Linked DNA regions of Mus musculus: region 1 is linked to region 2. The links are chromatin contacts, called in public HiChIP or PLAC-seq maps. All regions are on one chromosome and are shown on one strand. The core of a region is the stretch at or near the end of the contact, and the rest is flanking DNA. Distances in the headings are between cores, read along the strand shown. Region 1 holds the start of Sfta3-ps (surfactant associated 3, pseudogene). Region 2 has its middle 29 kb from the start of Gm22296.

Region 1 (3,012 bases), core at 437-2,936, 590 kb before region 2:
CATCCCCACCTCTGACTTTTATCAGATACATATATTGGGGGAAACCATCCCAGTTGCGGCGGGAGTCAGAGTAGAAGAGTAGTTAAAGGCAGAGACAAAAATTATAGCTCCTTGGGTGAACTGTTGTTGATTTGTATGGTCGCCCCTGGCAAAGTGATACAGGCAAGGCAGCCTGTGGGCAGCAGATGCAGGTGCCTGCAAGGGTCTGTTATGGCGATTGATGAGCTTTTAGTACAAGGTCACTCTTCACTGAGATATTCAACTATCTTTTCCCTGCTAACCTCCCATCTCTCCTCTTTCCATCATCTTCTATCACATTCTGTTTTCAGTTTTTCTCCACTGTATCTATCCCCCAGAATCTTGGGTTTGGTTTGGTTTTGTTGTTGGGTTTTGTTTTGTTTTTGTTTTGTTTTTTTAAACGCATGGACTTAAATCTGACAGTCTTTTCACTGATGACCAGGGAATTTCTACCTTGTCGTGCCTTAGTAATGGGAGCTGGTTTCTCTTCCTGAGAAAACCAGTCCTGCCTTTTGGGATATGGCTTCTCATAGCTTGAAGGTACTCTGATATTCTGAAAGGACAGTTGGTTGACTCTCCTGAGAGCCTACAGGGTATGTGTGGGGTTCCTCTTAGCAGACCTCACATTTTGGGGGGAAAAAATGAAACCAGGAAAGCATAATTATTTCTGTTCGTACAAGGAGTGCAGGCTGTTCTTGCTCAGGAGAGGCAGGTGTTGGCAGCTGCTGTTCAACTCCTAAGTGAGGGTTGAGTTTAGCCCTACCAGTTCCACTGGCCAGCACAAGCCCAGACAGGGACAGGGCCTAGCCTGCTCTAGACACAAGCTGCCCTTGCTCTCTGCATTGTAAAAGAGTAACAATATGAGGGTAATGTAGCACTCTGTCTTATCTTCCTTGGGTTAGTTGGAGTTCCTAGCAAATACATTCTTCCCCAGCCGGTTTAGCTTGAAGTCTGTTTACTTGTCCCTGAGATAGGTGAACTCAGAGGGCCCTGGCAATGAGACCCAACAAACTGGGCTTTGGTCCTCTCTTGTCATCATTCACTCTGATTCTCCCAGCTCCTACCTAGGGAACGTGTGTCAGCTACAGAAGCAATCTTAGGATGTTGACTGGGGCGTGTCTCTTTAGGAAACTAGGAGCTGGGTTTAAGGTGAGCTGGATTCAAGGTTTAAGTCCCCACAGTTTGGAGACACCTACCAGCACACAATCTGCAAACTGATCGGCATCTAGAAGAGGTCTTCTCTTATTTAAGGCTTTCAAAAACTCAGGCTCAGGTCGGTTCTGACCTCCCAGGAAAAGAAATAAACATTCTGGAGATGCCCTGGCACTGAGCTGGTGGAAGATGGGCAAGCTTTCCCAGTGAGCCGATAGAACAAATGTCCTAGAAACTGCCCCCTGACAAGTATCCCACCCAACCCAGGCCGCGATGGCTCAGGCAGTGGGGGGATTTTGCAGACAGCATCCTCCTCTTTGCTCCTCTCCCCCACCCCACCCAACCCTGCCGTGTAAACACGAGGACTTTCTCGAGAGCCCTGGAGAGCCGCTCTAGTGGCTTCGGGGCCTGAAACCCCAGGCTTGGCTTGTTTGATGTTTAGCATCCCAAAGCGGCTCCCCACCCCCGCCCCAGCCTGGGAACCCCGAGCTCTGGGGCCGAAGAGAAGGGGAAGCAGTTCTCTCAGCTGGAGGGCGGTGGATTGGCTGGGCTTAGAGAAGTGGCGAAAGCTACAGGACAGAGGCGCCCTGAGTGGGAGAGAAAGGGATCCCGGGATGGTGCGGCCATCCACTAGGATAGAGCTGGGGTCCTAAAGGCCAAGAGGCAGACGAGGAAAGAAATGTCACAGTTTGTGGGAATACACTGGAGATAGGGCCTAGCCAGGTGGAGATAGCTTGGAGCCCGCGAAAACAAGGTAAGCGGTGTCTGGGTCCAGTTAGCGAGACCGGCGTTCACGTCTGCGGGGCTATCAGGGCCTCGAGGAGACAGCGCTCCGTGCCACTGCTTAGTGCTTGGCCTTTCGTAGGGATGGACTTGCTTGAGAGTCTTCCAAGAGATTTTTAAGTGATCTGGACTGGGAGCTCCATTGGCGATGTTTGGATCTGGTTTTGATTTTGAAAGCCCAGGAAGATTCGCAGACTTTCGAGGCCGCACACTCTTCGGGCTGCCCGGAATCTGGGCAGCGATGAGGACTGAGAAGCTGTCTCAAGACCTGAGTCTCTTCTCAGGCGATCCCAGATAAGAGGAAGGAGAGAGAGGTTTTCTGACTTCCAACTCATTAGGGACCAGGTAAGGTCAATGCTTTCTCTATTATGTCTTTATCTTAAAAGCCGGCCAATTTAAGATGGGGGGTGGGGGGAGAGGGATACAGAATCTGTGTGAACCATGCTGATATAGGCTAAATGGCTACTGCCTGATGAGCTAAAGTCAACCAGGCAGGTGTTCAGTTTTTATAAGCAAGGAGTTGAAGACGAATCGGCTAGCATAGTTTCTCCTCCTTCGCATCCCTCCCCAGTTATTAGAGCGAAGCCGGGCGAGCAGACGGTTTTATTAGTTGGGAAGTCCTTTGGGAAATGTGAATCTGAGATAACATGATCCTTCCGCTATTTAGAAGCTTGTTTCAAACGAAAAGACATGGCCTAAGGGTATTGGAAGGGATGGAGGTGGTGTTTTCCTTGCTCAGCTTGTTCCCAGATGCCTGGAGCCACCTTCATCGGTCCTTGCTACTTTACTGGTTGTGTGTGCTTCACTGTACCATTGTGTCTCTGGGGCTTCAGCTCACCTTCAGTGGCACCCAGTTTGGGATCCTGCCTCAACAAAAAGTTTTCTGGTGTCTCTTCAAGTGGGTGGCTTTTGGAAGGTGTGGCCTCTCTGCAGTTACCCTCTCAGCATCCCAAGGAATTGGTATGGGTGAAAGTAAAGTATGTATTTTATTGAAGGGCTGAGTCAAGGGCGGCATGAACCCTCACCTCCACCCCACACATTTGCATTTCTGAACTTTCT
Region 2 (2,781 bases), core at 280-2,779:
CACCACGCCCGGCCCCTCGATTCTCAAAACGTATCCTTACATTACAACTAGACAGTCTATTAAGTCATTATTCCCAAGTGCTATCTACTCAGTTGAAGCTCAAAAAACAAACTACTACGTGTTTAAGCTCTTACATAGCAAATGCCTTTAATAAGCACAGCTTTGGAGGGTGAATCAGGAACCCAATTCTACCAAGCTGCTTAGGTGACAAAAGCAAGTCATGGAAGACTTTGAAAGGTCATGAGTGCCTGTCCACCTGAAAAGAGGACTATATTTGACTCCAAAAGAAAGTCAAGAGAATAGTCACACTAAATATTTTTATTCCAGTATTAGTCAGCTCAGGCCGCCATAAAAACAACGCAAATACTTTTCCTCGGGAAGTCTGAGAAGAGGAACCAGCTTGGTCAGCCTCTAGCAAGGGTCCACTCTCTAGTGTGTGGGTAGTGGCCACCTCCTCCGTGCACGGAGCTCCCCCCAGTAAACACAGAAGTCCAGTCTGCATCAGACGGTGTGGGTGAGGGGTGCCCACAGGTTCAGGAACAATTCTTTCCAGGGTCTGTGATGCTCATGATCTGATGGAGGGCTCACACAAGCCCTAACCTATGCTGGTATTCTGTCTCTAACCTTTACATGTGTTCCTCAACCCTGGTACCTGGGCAGCTACTATCAGCTAACACACTAACAGAAACAAACACTCTTCTTCTCAGGACACAGATCATTTCAGATCGTGATGTTTAACCATAGAACTTCATGTGGACCGTATGTCCAAGCACAGTAACACTGGAGGTTAGAGCTTTGATGTACGAATTCTGAGCGAACACTGTTCAGCCCGTAACAATCTACTTACTCTGAGAGTCAGAAATTCAGATAATAATTTAATTTATCTCTGAATATTTAGGAAATAAGCATTTTTATTATTACTTTTTAATTAATTTATTTTTACACTACATATTCCATTCCCTGTGCCACCCCCAGAAATAAGCATTTTTTAAAAAGGTTTTTTTTTTTAACCATGAAGCCAGCAGGATGAGAACTCAGAACCAAGAACTCAGAACTCAGAACTCACGATATAAATAGATTCATGGTAGACAAAGCCAGCTGAAATCAGGATGCTTTGTTTTGTTCAACCTTTTACGTACATACTAGGTACTTCTATCTAAATATGGAACGAGAAGTCTATCTTGGATAAAAATAAAAGTCCCATCCTTTGTTTTCCAGTTGCACATATTTTTGTCTTTAGTCCTCTTATTTGAAGTATAAAATTAAACAGGAAAACATGTATGAATCAAATACTGTGGCCCATCTCTGGACTTGCTCCCACAGGCTAACTCTATTCAGAAAGCGTGTGGTTTTTCCCTACGACATGTGAAGTACAATACAGAAATTCATCTTTTTAGTGAACTGTGCCTTTCCCCCAAGATTTTTATTTTGCATTTAACAAAATAACAGCAAATTTCAGGTATTAGGAGGATCGAAACAACCTCTTCTATTCTGTTGTCCGCAGAGCACCATCTTTTATTCATGGCTTCTCTTGTGGTGCTGGGAGGCAGATTCTGTTGCTATAGCAACGCCCTGCATATCCTTGGGGATAGCTTACAGTTTCACTTTTTTCAAAAAAAAAAAAAAAAAAAAACCAACAACAACAAAGAGCCATTGATACTACACGTTGCTAAAGGTTATAAAAGTTGAATTCTAAAATGAAAATATTTCCTCTACAGAAGTGGCAGACCATATGCATTCCACAAATTCAAAGAGATCTGTAAGGATGTGACCTCTGTGTGAATGCTGATGAAGCCGGGATGGTAGTGCCTGGCTTCAGTGGATCATTCACAGCCAAAGTAGTCAAAGTGTCTACCTTGTTTTCTAAGACCACTGTGGCAAATAAAGGGTCGTTGGCAGTGTCCCTAAGGACCCAAAAGCAAGAAAATAAAACAAAAATTTTAAAACAAACCAACAAACCAGAGGTCCTATCAATACATTCTGTTTGTTACTTTGCAATCACCTTCTTATCCCCACCCCCAACCAAAATGAACTGCTACATAAAATCCAATTACACTCTGACAGCAAATAGATCCTCAATGAGTGGTTGTTCCTCGGAATAGATATTAAACGTAGGACATTGTCAAGAGCTCTGAATCTGTGTTCCTTGTTTCACTTAAACTGTATCCTCCTGTCCTCTATAAGGAAAAGAATGCCTTAGCTGTACCCATAGGAAAGGGAACATATTTTCAAGCATTCCCTTTGAGATAAGTCATCTCAGCCCTCCAGAAGTCCAAAGGGTGCACTAAGATAGGAGGAGAAGTTGGGGAATTGCTTCCTAGAAAAATGGCCGTAAGCCCTTAGAGTGGGGCCAGGAGTGGAAATCTGGATTTGCACAATAGGATCTGCTGACTGAAAATATAGATAAAATGTAAAAACTGACCCAAGTCATTCCACCTACTAGAGCCAGATTCACTAGGGTAAAGGAGTTGTTATTTTTTTTAAAATAGACCAAGAAAGCATTACAATTCAAGGCTTTCATTCATCCATCAGTATTTACTAATTATGCATTATCTTATAAGCCACTCAAATGCTTTCTAAACTCATAATTGCACTCTTAAAGAGCTAGGCTCTAATTTAAAAAAAAAAAAAAAACTTCATGAGGGGCTGGAGAAATGGCCCAGAGGTTAAGAACACTGATTACTCTTCCAAAGGTCCTGAGTTCAAATCCCAGCAACCACATGGTGGCTCACAACCATCTGTAATGGGATCCGACACCCTCTTCTGGTGTGTCTGAAGACA

The links. HiChIP or PLAC-seq counts read pairs in DNA pulled down with a chosen protein or histone mark.
Region 1: a contact with region 2 is called in an H3K4me3 HiChIP or PLAC-seq map of stem cell-derived neural progenitor cells, with 12 read pairs. The contact joins the promoter of Sfta3-ps here to the enhancer-like site in region 2. A contact is called at or near these places in 4 of 39 promoter capture datasets (the C10 cell line, cranial neural crest, hippocampal neurons and 1 more), 1 of 484 Hi-C or Micro-C datasets (embryonic stem cells), 10 of 115 datasets of contacts at active chromatin or transcription factors (craniofacial prominence, embryonic forebrain, embryonic hindbrain and 6 more) and 2 of 9 other capture datasets (adipose tissue and liver).

The regions. Positions count from the first base shown.
Region 1 is chr12:56,528,094-56,531,105 of GRCm38.p6, reverse strand. Sfta3-ps (surfactant associated 3, pseudogene) reads left to right here and starts at 1,686. Exons shown (of 7, transcript NR_045082.1): 1 at 1,686-2,298.
Region 2 is chr12:55,938,484-55,941,264 of GRCm38.p6, reverse strand. No RefSeq gene overlaps it. Among named protein-coding and RNA genes, the nearest start is that of Gm22296, 29 kb to the right of the region's middle. Within about 2 kb of position 1,529, at least 32 of the 459 cell types and tissues checked have an H3K27ac peak or open chromatin away from gene starts, as enhancers often do. A contact at or near this core is called in stem cell-derived neural progenitor cells, where this site is marked.